Regions from separate parts of the Oryctolagus cuniculus genome. Here region 1 is linked to region 2. A link is a contact called in public Micro-C data. All regions are on one chromosome and are shown on one strand. The core of a region is the stretch at or near the end of the contact, and the rest is flanking DNA. Distances in the headings are between cores, read along the strand shown. Region 1 overlaps NFIB (nuclear factor I B). Region 2 overlaps NFIB (nuclear factor I B).

Region 1 (6,104 bases), core at 160-2,659, 260 kb before region 2:
CAGAGCTCAGCTCGGCTTCAGAGCGATGGGCATTTCTTTAGGAATCGACAAAATGCCCTTCGAAATGCCCTAGGTTTTTAAAGCCAGGGAGGAAAAGGGTGCGCTGCACTCCAGTGATTTAGTTGAATTATGCCTTTCCCCTAGCGCGGAACGCCCAGCCTTGTGCGAACCGGGCCGCGGCGGCCTCACGCTCCAGCGGGCGCGCCACGTTTCCTTTTCAGGGCGCAGGGAGACACTGGGTTGGGCCACTTTGTTCTGGCCCCCAGCGTGGATGCGCCAGGTGGGGAATCGCGGAAACCTTCTCCTGGCTGTGTGGCCCCCTCCCCTATGGGGGCGCTCGCTGGAACTTCCCCGCCTGGGGCCGCGGGCGCACGTGGTGCGCAGAGACCCAGCGCGCTAAGCGAAACCGCGCGCATCGCCCCGAAGATCCCTGGCGCGCGCAGCCCTCGCTGGGCGGGGGAGAGCGGGGGACTCGGCCCCTTGGCGGGCGGATCTAATCCCGCCTTGGCAGACCAGCCTTTCCCGCTACCGCGTTGAGCCGTAGTCTGGTAGTGCTTTCCTCAACGACCAAAACCACCCAACTCCTAGTCCTACCCGTGCGTCTCCTAACGAAATGTCTTTCGGACTCCCCGCTGTCACCAACCCCTCGAAGCCTCTGAGGCGTGGGCAGACCCGATCCGGGAGCCTTGGCTCTTCAACCCACCCCCTTCTCCCAATCGCATGACTCTCGCTGCACCGGCGCCCAACGCAGCGCAGCCCGCTTGCCCCGCGCCCCTACCACTAACCGCGCTACCTAAACTTTCCCAAGAAAAGTTTTATCACGCGCTGTCCCCTCAAGTTCGCCATGACTGGAGCGGGCTGAAGGAGGAAAAGAGCCCTTCCCCCGCCACCATCCACCTCTCCTCTTCCTCCCCACCCCCTGCCCTGCCTCTGAGTCCAAACCTTGCCGTGGAAGCGCGCGGCGCTGGAGCCCCCAAAGGCGCTGACTGTGCAGGGGACGGAGTTCGTTTCGCATCCTCCACTCTCTGTGCCTGGGCCGTTCCCGCCCCCTTCTCCCCCACCTCGCTTTCAGCGGGGACCTGCGGACTTGGAGTTTAGTTTTGTTCAATTTTATTTTTTATTTAGATTAAAAAAAAAAAAAAAAGGTTCCACCCTGCGCGAACCTCGAGCATTCTCCTGCCTTCCAGTCCCCTGGCGTGGGGCTCAGGAGATGTCCCATTCGCGCCGGGCGGGTTGACTCCCGAGAGGGGGCCCGGGGCTCCCCAGCCGCGTTTTCCCTGATTTTGTCTGCACTAAGAATCCAACATTCTCGGGTGAAGCTAATTCATGCCGGGAGCTCGGCCTCAAGGCAAACCTGCCATGCCTGTTGCCCCCCACCCTCACCCGGAACAGTGGATGCGGCGGGTTTGGGGATGTTTGGGAGAAAATAGTGGGCAGTGGGAGAGGAGACTGTTCTAACATTCTCATTGGGGTCTTGCTGTGCGCAGAGAATTAGAGGAGGAAAAACTCACTCCTTCCAGGTTTCGCTCCAAGGGCCCCGCGATCACCAAAGAAAGTGCCCTAAGTTGGTTTATTTTGTGGCCTATTCTGTTTTTATTTTGTCTAGGGTTAGTGAGGTTTGAGATTTTGTGGCCAAATTTTACTACCCCGAGGCTTCAACTTTCAAACCAACAAGCCAACCGGAATGTCCTGGCGAAACCGACTCCTGCGCTGCTGGGACGCGTGCGGGGAACAGAAACGAATTCCGCTGTACCTGGCGTGGCGCGGATTCCTGAGCCTGGGGACGCCTGGCCGGCTTTTCTGAATCTCAATGGTTTGGGTTTGAAACTGGACTTGACCTAACCAGGGCCGCGGCCCCACCGAGCCTTGATTCTTACACGTGGTTTGCGCGTCTGCGTTCCCACAGTCAGCCACAGACGACGCCTACCCCCAGCGATGTCCCGGGACCGAGGGGAGGGCGGGTCAAGCGAGTTCAGCCTGGCTGAGCCCGTGTTCCCGGAATCAGAATCAATTTTGTCTTTAGTGCAAGGTTGGTGGCACGTCTGTTACCGCGTGTGCCTACGGATGGGAAACATTTACCCAAAACATAGATGGCACAATTGCTGCCTGTCCCGCCCCACGACGAATGTCAGAAACCCTTATTCCAGACCCTGCTCCCCCACCCCACCCCGCCCCCACTTGTTTCCCACTGCTTCAGGCAACACGTGTCCCTAGCGCCGCGCGCGCTCCCTACTGCCGTGTTTCGAACAGGCCCAGCTCCAAATGGGCCATCGAGGAACCGAATCTGCACCCCTCAGCCCCACACACCCTGGCTGGTCCCTTCACTATTTGGCCCACATTGCGCCAAGAGGGTCACCTGAAAAGGCAGGCGGCTTCCAGGCCCCTCCAAACAGCACCTAGGCAGCAGCAAAACACGCCAGCGGCCGCACACTCCCCAGCCAGCTTTGGGGCTTTGGGAGGGGCGCTTGCTGCGGGAGGCGGGAGTGGGGGAGTGGGGGCTCAGAGCAAAAGCACCCTAACGGTCCCCAGAGCCGGCCACAGCCCACACCCTTCAACCGTGGCAATCGCCCTTCGGAGGGCAGAAACATAGGCTCGGATTCTCATTTGCTTCTACTATAAAAGATCTCGTTCACAAAGGAACACCCCCCTTCCCTTTCCCATCCACAACCCTTCTGTGCCCGGCTCCTAGCCCTGGGCCCTCTGACCATATTGATCTATTTTTAATCTCGCTCACCCTACATTTCCCTGGGAGATTTAAAGGCAGGAGTAGAGGACAGAGGGGATTAAGAAAAGAGCTGCCCGTGCTTTTCTGAGAAGGACAGGAGAGGAACTGAACATAGAGGGTAGATAAACTGAGGCGGTATTTAAAATTTCATTTCCTTCAGAAGCTGCCTCCTTTGTACCAGAACCTATTGAAATTGCTTCAGTGACAGGAAACAGAGAGTCTCCGTGGGAACAAAAATGGCAAGGCTTGTGGATGCCCCCTGTCCCCTGCCTCTCCTCACGTCAATGAAAAGCAGCTCTCATCTCTAACACCATCACCTGGAAGCTACAGGGTGCATGGCCAGTTCCTCCAGGGAGGCCCAGCTGCCCAGAGTGACCCCAAGCAGGTCTCCAGAATCCCCAGAGCTGGGCCCTTTAACCTCTAGGCTGGGGCATGTGGGCAGTGCACCTGGCAGGGATATAAGGTGTAGGGCCCAGGGTGCAGTCCCTGGGCTATGGGAGGCTGCAGGAAGAATGAGCCACCACTGCCTCTTCCTTCACAGCCCCTCTTCTGCTGGTTATTTAAAGCCGCAAGTTTGTCGTTCTAATTTTGATGCCCAGGGTTTGTTTTTTTTTTTTTTTAAAGGAGAAAAAAGTAGCAATGTGTGTTTGGAGTTGTTTATGGCTGTGTGTTCTGCCTTTGCTTTTGTTTGTAGGGTTTTCTTCTTTTTGTCTTTCTTTCCCCTGCAGCCTTGGCAGCCCTGGAGGAGGAGGTTTAGTGGGGCGGGTGAAATTGACCAGTTTATTCTCCCTAATCAGGCACACACACACACACACACACACACACACAAAAAACAAAAAACAAAAAACAAAACCATAAACAGGGACTCTCCCTGTTCTTAATAAGAGTCTTCAAATAACATAAAACAGTCATTTAGGTAGAAACTGGTTAGGACTGAGAAATCAGTGACACTGGGGAACAAGCTAAGCCTGTCCCTTTAAGAAAAATCCATTAAGCTCTTCCTTCAGCCCAGGGTCTGGGAAAGAAGCAAACTAACTGCTTGGAACAAAAGAGACAAAGAGGCCAAACAACAAAACAAACAAACAACTCCCCCTGCCCCCCTTGGAGACAACAATAGACGAGACACAGCAAGTACAGTCACTGCCTGGCCCAGCGGCTCCTGTCCACCTGCCAAGTCTCCCGCATTTGGCTGGAGACTTTCGCTCTCAGCCTACTCCCGCCCCCTGCCCCCCTCTCTCAGCCCTTTCTGTCCTTCTATCCGTGTGACTCTCCCTGTGTGCCTCTCTTGGGGTCTGGCTGTGTGTGTGTGTGTGTGTGTGTGTGTGTCTGCTGGTTTAGCTTTCCCCTGCTGTTGCTCTCTGTCTCAGGCACCTTCATTTTCTCTCCCCCTCTCACTCCTTCTCTCCCTGTCTTTAAAGGCCCTCAGCATATTAGCATAGTCTGGCATTTATTTTCATTTATTTGCTAGGCCATGTCTGTGGCGTCTCCTAACTGCCTCCTCAGAACTTCTGTTTCTCCGAATGGTCACGGTGGCCTATTTTGTATTTTGTTTGCAGCACTCCTTGGCAAGAGGATGCAGAAGTCCCTTTGCACTCCAGTTTTTACCCCATTCCTCATGTTCGGGTCTTTGCTCCTTTTCTATAAGGCTTCTGGAACACTTTTTTTTTTTTTTCTCGTTACTACCCCCGCCCCCCCAGCCCCAAGCAGCTCTTTCTCTTCTTCTTGGCACTGCTAGGGACTCTCATGCATGCCTGCCTTCTCTTTCTCTCTCCCTCTCTCCCCAGCAGCCAGGCCTCCTCCCCCTGCCCCCCCCCCATCCAGCCCTTTTCTCCCCCCCTCCTCACCACAGAACCTGAATAAAATACTGTAAACCTCTTTGCCCCCAGGGACTGCTTTTCTTTAGAAAGTGAATGTAAACCCTTGGAAAGTGGGAAGGGAAGAAGGGAAAGCAGAGGCTGTAGCCCGGAGCCAGCATCCCTGCCCATGGCCTCTTCCCTTTCACACCCTTCTAAGAAGCCCTTTTGTGGGAGCATCTCCCCCTGAAGCATCTGCGTCCGCTCCAGGGGAAACTTGGCCACAGCTCGCTCTCCTCTCCTGGGCCACACCGGAGGGAGGCAGCAGCTTCAGTCCCCAGCATTCCCACCCCCCCACACACATACCCCGCCCCGGGCCCCTTTCCACTTCCTCTCGTAGAAAAATGAGAAGGTTGGGGCTTCCCTGGCATGGGGGAGGGCTCTTCAATTCCTTTTTAAAGGAAGTGTGGCATGATTTCTTGAAAAGAAGCTTCAGGGATCACTGTCTTGCAGTAAAGGGAGAAGCAGTAAAGGGCAGAAGACCATAGGGGGAACAGGACTACACGGGTTATCTAAAGCCCATCAGAGAATTCTCTCCAAAAGGCATGTCCCTGACCACGCTGCAGATGCCGCAGACCCAGGGCAGATCTTTGCCCTTGGCCTTACTCCTCCTCCTTTTCCTTTTTCCTTCAATAATACACAGACAAAACCAGATGAAAACAGCATAAGGCCCAACCTGGAAGGGAGAAAACCCATTGAGCCGGAGAAGAGTTTAAAAAGCAGAGAGAAGAAACTCACCCTCATAGTTTGGTCACTTGGTGGTAAGGGCAGTGTTAAGAAAGTTTACTGCTATACAACCCACACCTGCACACGCATATATACTTGTGTATTGTATGTATGTTGGGTTGGTGGTGACGACTTGTCAAGAGGAAGAGGAGGAGTTTTGAAATCACACACGTTTTGAGTATACCTGGCCACTTACTAGCCAGGCCACCATGGGCAGGCCACAAGTCCTACCTGACAGTAGTGTTCTAAAGATTAAGTGGCATTGCATAGATGAAAAATCCAAGAGCCAGGCAGCAGGCAGCCTGTGTTCAAGGAAGGAATGCTTCTTCCTTCCTTCCCCACTCTTTTCATCCCTGCCTTCCTTCCTTCTCATGTTCATGGTGCCTCCTCGAGCTTTCCACAGATGCAAGCAAAGAGGAGATCTCCCAAGCTGTCCCAGTTTTCAGATCCTAAGGGGAATCCTGTGGTGCTCCGAGTCCCAGTAGAGGTACGCTGCGGCCCACACAATAGCCCTCTTGTGCGATGCCCCAAAATTACCTGGGATAATTTAGTTTGGGAAGGGATTATTCTACTCCATTATCACCCTCTCCAAGGTCCTTGCATTGCAAAAATTAAGAAGGTTCTTATTTAATATCCACGCTTTTATGTGTTTTCTGTGTTCCCGGAGAGCTTCCCTTCTTTAGGACATAATAAAAATTACCTGATGACCACAAAGAAGAGGGAAGCAGAAAAGACTATGTTCTGATGAACTTGGTCCTGACCCATAACTTCCCAATTGGGAATGCTGTTTTCTTGGTATT
Region 2 (6,179 bases), core at 367-2,866:
GCAGCCCTGAAGATGCTTCTTTTGTTTTGGCTTTAGAATTTTGAGAGCCCTGTTTGTGTGTGTGTGTGAGTGTGAGCGTGTGCACATGTGCAAAAGAATTACTTTGCACCCTGAGAAAGTAAACTTTTCTGTTTAAATAAAAGGCCAGGTACTGCAGTTAAGGCAGAGTAGAATGGTTAAGGGTTCAATTCTTCCGTGAGAGTAGGCTACCCCATTATGAGGGTAATAAGAGATGAATTGCTTAAATAGGTACTGTTGTGTTGTGTTTGGTCCTCCTCTGTGGAAAACTTATATTGTTTTGCATATGTGAGTTATGTGGGCACAAACACATACAGCACTTACTCCCTCACTGGCTTTCTTTTTGGAAATTATGGTCAGAACATGGATTGCATTATGCAATATAAAAGAGCAATGTAATTGAATGAAAAAGCAAGCTGAAGGACAATCCAAGAATAATATAAACATAAGTTATTTTGAAACATTGGAGGGAGTGTTTTATGCAAAAGAGAAACTGGATTTATTGTTTCATTTGCTCGTCTCCCCCTTCACCCTTTTCAAGAAAACTCAAAGCCACAAGTGAGCGGTTGTGTGTGTCTGATGGCTTACATAAACATAGAAGAAGCCTTCAGATGGCTAAAATAAACATGCGCGTGTTACTGAAGGATCTGTTTACACAAACCATTTGCTCAGCCTCTGAAATAATGAATAAATGAAGATTTTCCCGAAATAATTGGAAGGATTTTTGTGTTTCTGCTGATGCCATAATTGAATGGCACCGACGAGACTGTTATCAGCTATTTTCCACGTCACACGTGTTAGCAGTTCCTTTCCATGAGCTGAATACTTCATTCTGTAGTTACTTTACCCATGTTTTTGTAAGAAATTGTCGTTTATTACTGCAATTCAAGAGCGTTGCTTGATTTCCCAAGAGAAATTTAGCAGCCAGTAAAGGTTATTTGGATCTGGTTGGTCAGGAGAGAGAGGGCCGAAAGCAAAGGATAGCGTTTTGTACCTGCAGCTCTGTTCCCACAACACTGCTCTGAACCACTGGCCATGTTTCTTGCTGTGTCCATGGAATTTCCATTGTAAAATGTGTTGTTCTCAAAAGACTTAAGAACGAATATATCAACAAGAATAATTTTCAGTATTGGGTTTCAAATTGTATTTTTGTAGGTGCATATATGTTTTTGCATGTCAATGCATGTATGTGTGGGGATGTAGATTGTAGGGGTGTGTGTGCATGCATGTGTGTGTGTGTGTGTGTTCACATATTTGTGGCCTTTGTGGGATAAGGGCACTCACTATGTGTCCTGTCCTTGGGTGGAATTAAGAGTTAACTTCTGTTTCAGTATTACACTTCGAAGTCCCTGCGAACTCACTTAGGTTAGCATTTCCTGCTCTCCGTTTGTTATCTTGACACATAACTATAGTACAACAGCTGGGTTGTTCCTGGAGTTCCTGCGGGGAGCTTTATTCTCAGAGTGCTGAATTTCCTTTTCAGCTGTCAGCTCTAAAGTGTGTTCAAAATGTTCAACTTTTTATACACTCTTCTGGGCCCCTAGCACCACTCTGGGACTATGATAGAAATGCTGATAAGGTCGATGAATGGGAGAATCTTTGGTTCAAGGCAGAGATTTGCAAAAGCCACATTCGCTCAAGGCCGTTGTTTGGTAACAGGGCTGCTTACTAGCATTGCTCTTTGTATTTGAATATTCTACCTAAAAGAATGACTCAATTCTTATCAAAATCATTTGCACCTGTTATGAAATCAAAACTAAAAACACTGCCATTCTTAAAAATGATCTTGCTACGGTTTTTACAGACACACAGTATCTGACCTGGCTGCTGAGGCTGTATTGGGATTTGTCGTAGTTTTGCCTAACTTTCTCCATTTATAAAGAAAGATTTGTGCAACACGATGTTTCCTCTTTATCTAGGCAAACTCTTCAGAACACTTCCTAAGAAATTAATTGTATTCCAGCCAGACTTGCACGCTGCCATCCCACAGGAAATGGGTCAGCAATCCATTAAGATGCCATTAGATAATCTAATTTGGAACTTAATCTCTAAATTAACCATGCTCCATACTTGAAGCATACTTGAGAGAAAGAAAAAAAGTTTACGTTTGAATCGAGAGGGGAGCCGAAGCGTGAAGAAGGCTGTTTGTTTTTTCTGTAGCTGTGGTCACGTCTCAAGCCGTCTGGTAACCAGGAGAAACCAGACATGATGTAATTCCAGATTGAACTTGAACTTCAGGGACTTAGGATGGGGGAACAATGGACCATAGGAATCAATAATGTCCATTTTCCACATGATTATGTTTGGAGCTTTAAGTTAACCTTTATGGGAGAAGCGGCAGGATCTGTAGTGTGATCAAAATGAGATGGTCCAGAGACAAGATGTTAGGGGAAAGAAAACAACTTTTTCCGTGATATTTTCTGAGCAGCACTGCAGATTCCAGCAGGATTAGAAAAGTTCCCGCTCTGCAGTAAACTGGTGGCCTGTTCAGAGCACTCTTTGTTCGCTTAGGTAGGACAAACTTAATCTTACGTTTCCTGTCAGATGATTTTTGGCAGCGCTACTGGGGAGGGAGGAGTGTGGTTCAGAAAATTCCCTAATGTAAACCTTGCCGATTAACCCTTTGCAATGAAAGGAAGTGTGATAAGCACCTACTTTATTTGAGGATGGTTTATGGAAAGTGCCATATTTACATATGCATCACATCCATACAGAATCAGCTCCATGGGCAGCCACAGCACATTCATTAGCTTACCTTGTTGCTAGTGCTGGTCGTAGCTACAAAGGGAAATTTCAGCTGTACAGCTTAAACATCAAAGCCTGTGAATGAGTAAATATAAAAATAAACATAATTTGTAAAAAAAAGAGAGAACCTACTTAAGTTAAAGCAACTAAAGAACATAGATTCTAGATATTCAGAAATTGTAGGAAGAATTACTCTCTCCCTTGTTAACTTTGTTCCCGGGATGGAAGATCTTTTGCACATGTGAACGGAGCAGCAGGCACAGTATCAAAGTGTTCAGTCCCTTAATCATTTCTCATGTTATGCTTCATAATTCTGATACAAATGGATTCTGTCCTTTTGAGGTGAAGTTGTGCAAATAATACTGGTTTAATGAAAATCATTTGTGAAAGGTCTCATTTTGCTTTTGTATAAAACTTGCATTTCTATTTACTTCAGTATGCCTTGGATGATTTTCTCTAGTGAAAGGCACTAGTTTGAAGCACCAGTTTTGTAGAGAATTTTATCTGCTGTTGAAGAATCACTTATGCAAATAAGAGGAGCAGTAGCACTTGTAACAATAGCACTGAAAAGGAGCCCGGGGTAGAGAGGAATACAGAGGCGAGAAAGAGGCTGGAAATCAACATGTGGGCTCTCCACTGGCTCAGGCATTGGGAGGAGATAGAATAGCTAACTTTGAGCCTGAAAATTCTGCATTTTTTGAATTGGCCAAAACCTCCCACAGCTACATAAATGGCTGTATATGTATGTGTGTGTATATCACGATTTATTTACAACTTGCCATGTTCATAATTCTTCATCTTGGATTTTCAGTTTTAAAATGTAAAAAAGCAAGAATAATATTTTAAAATCTATTTAAGTTGGTCTATTGGGAGAAGAGCTTATTTATTTATGTTTAAAGTAAGGAAATCAGTTTTTTTTTACTTTACGGTGTAGAGATTGCCTTGTTGACGGGTCTTCTAGGATTATGTAAGACGATCTCCCTAGAAGTGCACCAGTAACTGATGAAGGCGTTTCATGTGCAGCTTCAGCGCTCCCCACATTGAGTTTCTCTTGCTCTTCATTCAACAACAACAAATTTCACCAGCATACACCATTATTTTACTTTTACAATGCTACCACCCACGCATGATAAGCATTCAGTCTAGCATGCCCCAATAACAAAACATGTCTGAAACAATTGAATATAAATTAATGAGTTTTGACAGCCTATCATTTTGATATATTATTTTCAAAACTGTTGGTCTCCAAGGAGTAGCAATAAAGAAAGCTATTTACCTACTTAGTTACGAAACAAATATGTTTCTCTTTCATTACTATGAAGTGCTATTGCTTGCAGTTAGAATAATTCCATGAGCCACCTGCAGTTTATGATATTTGGTGTTTCCCTGAGAACCCACAAGAGTACTTTGCAGTTCAGGTAAGAGCTAGCCAGGGAGCTTTCTGATACAGATTATTACAAATAGTAATAATCATTAGAAATCATCTTGCATGCAAATAGGATCATTCAGATGGCAATAATGATCCGTAAAAATGGGAAAAATAAACCTAAGACTTGTTAGAGCACTTTGTGTATATCACTTCCAGTCTAGCCTTCTCCAAAGTAGGACTCTAGAAGCAAACTACTGACCCACTGCCGCATCAGTATAGATGTGAAACAGACGCAAATATTGCAGTCAGCTAAAAAGCAACTGAAATTGAATAAGTAAAATACAGTTATTTGGGCTGATTTTTTTTACTCAAGAGTAATCCTGGGAATTTCAGGGTGTGATATGGACCTAAATCCATAGACCCTTTTGTATAATTCAGTGGTGATATCAGCTCTAGTCCAGGGGAAAAAAAGTAAAATATGTTTCACAGAAGAGAGGGATGAGGTCCAAGTATAGTGGGTAAAAATATATGTCCTAGAACCCTTCTGCTGGACTTCAATTCCTGCCTTCTCTAACTTAACAGCATCATTAAGTTGGGCAAGAATCTTAGCTCCATTTTCATTTGAACCTCATTTTCCCCATCTGTAAAAATTTGGATATTAGTGATATTTTCTCATAGGTTTGCCGTGAGGATTAAAAGCTGTAGCGTAGGAAAAGCACATAGAACAGTGCCTGGCAAATAATAAATACTACACAATCGCTAACAATAAGCATAGTTATTAAGTACCATTTGTTTTTACTTCTATTGCATTAATAGATTTAACATAAGTGCTACTCAATTCTTCCTTCCACTGGTCTGTGTGAGCATTATTTCCCAAGATGTGATCTGCAGGCTTTGTGTCATTTTGAAGTAAGCAGCTAGTTCAGATGCACACATATACAATCAAGGACAGCGTGGTTTCTAACTTAACTAGTACTTAATTACCCCACCCTTGCCCAGCTTTTCTGGACAGGTTTTTAGCTATTAATAGGGGAAATTGTTCATTGTGCAGCTACAGAGAGATACCAATACCTGTGTGTTAATCTTGTGCCCATAAAACTAGAGTGCTTAGCCAAGGAAGTCAAAAACTTTCCTTCCTAGAGCTATCTGAACCTGGTGCGAATGAATTAAAGGGAAATGCCTCTTTTAAGTTAAAATATCCATTTTACAAATATTTATTCCTTCTACTCTCTGTGCCATTGCTTTTTTTTTTAATCCGTATGTATAATAATGGTGGCTACTGATACAGTTGAGGTATGTGTAAATATATACAATTCTTTGTGCTTCATCCCAGAACTATTTTTTTTTTTTTTTGACAGAGTGGACAGTGAGAGAGAGAGACAGAGAGAAAGGTCTTCCTTTGCCGTTGGTTCACCCTCCAATGGCCGCCGCGGCCGGCGCGCTGTGGCCGGCGCACCGCGCTGATCCAATGGCAGGAGCCAGAAGCCAGGTGCTTTTCCTGGTCTCCCATGGGGTGCAGGGCCCAAGCACCTGGGCCATCCTCCACTGCACTCCCTGGCCACTGCAGAGAGCTGGCCTGGAAGAGGGGCAACTGGGACAGAATCCGGCGCCCTGACCGGGACTAGAACCTGGTGTGCCGGCGCCGCTAGGCGGAGGATTAGCCTAGTGAGCCGCGGCGCCGGCCCCCCAGAACTATTTTCTAAACTTCTGAGAGTATTTGCTGTCTTTAAAAAAAAAAAAGATATATTTTATTTATTTGAAAGATGGAGTTACAGAGAGAGAGAGAGAGAGAGAGAGACCTTCCATCTGATGGTTTATTCCCCAAATGGCCATAATGGCCAGGGCTGGACCAGACTGAAGGCAGGAGCAAGGAGATTCCCCTGGGTCTCTCACATGGGTGAAAGTGCTCAAGGACTTAGACCATCCTCTGCTGCTTTCCCAGGCACATTAACAGGGAACTGGACAGGAAGTGGAACAACCAGGACTTGAACCGGTACCCATATGGGATGCTGGTGTTACAGGCTGCTGCTTAACTCTCTATACCACA

Evidence for each region. Hi-C and Micro-C count contacts between places; a contact is called where the count stands out from the background.
Region 1: a contact with region 2 is called in a Micro-C map of ear pinna, with 4 times the contacts expected there. The contact joins two enhancer-like sites. A contact is called at or near these places in 2 of 6 Hi-C or Micro-C datasets (ear pinna and an unstated tissue).

The regions. Positions count from the first base shown.
Region 1 is chr1:177,244,331-177,250,434 of mOryCun1.1, reverse strand. All of the region lies in intron 1 of NFIB (nuclear factor I B), which reads left to right. All of the region lies in intron 1 of LOC103347791 (a long non-coding RNA gene), which reads right to left. Among named protein-coding and RNA genes, the nearest start is that of TRNAH-GUG, 120 kb to the left of the region's middle. Within about 2 kb of position 1,409, at least 4 of the 8 cell types and tissues checked have an H3K27ac peak or open chromatin away from gene starts, as enhancers often do. A contact at or near this core is called in ear pinna, where this site is marked.
Region 2 is chr1:176,979,843-176,986,021 of mOryCun1.1, reverse strand. The region is part of intron 8 of NFIB (nuclear factor I B); the gene reads left to right. Among named protein-coding and RNA genes, the nearest start is that of TRNAH-GUG, 380 kb to the left of the region's middle. Within about 2 kb of position 1,616, at least 3 of the 8 cell types and tissues checked have an H3K27ac peak or open chromatin away from gene starts, as enhancers often do. A contact at or near this core is called in ear pinna, where this site is marked.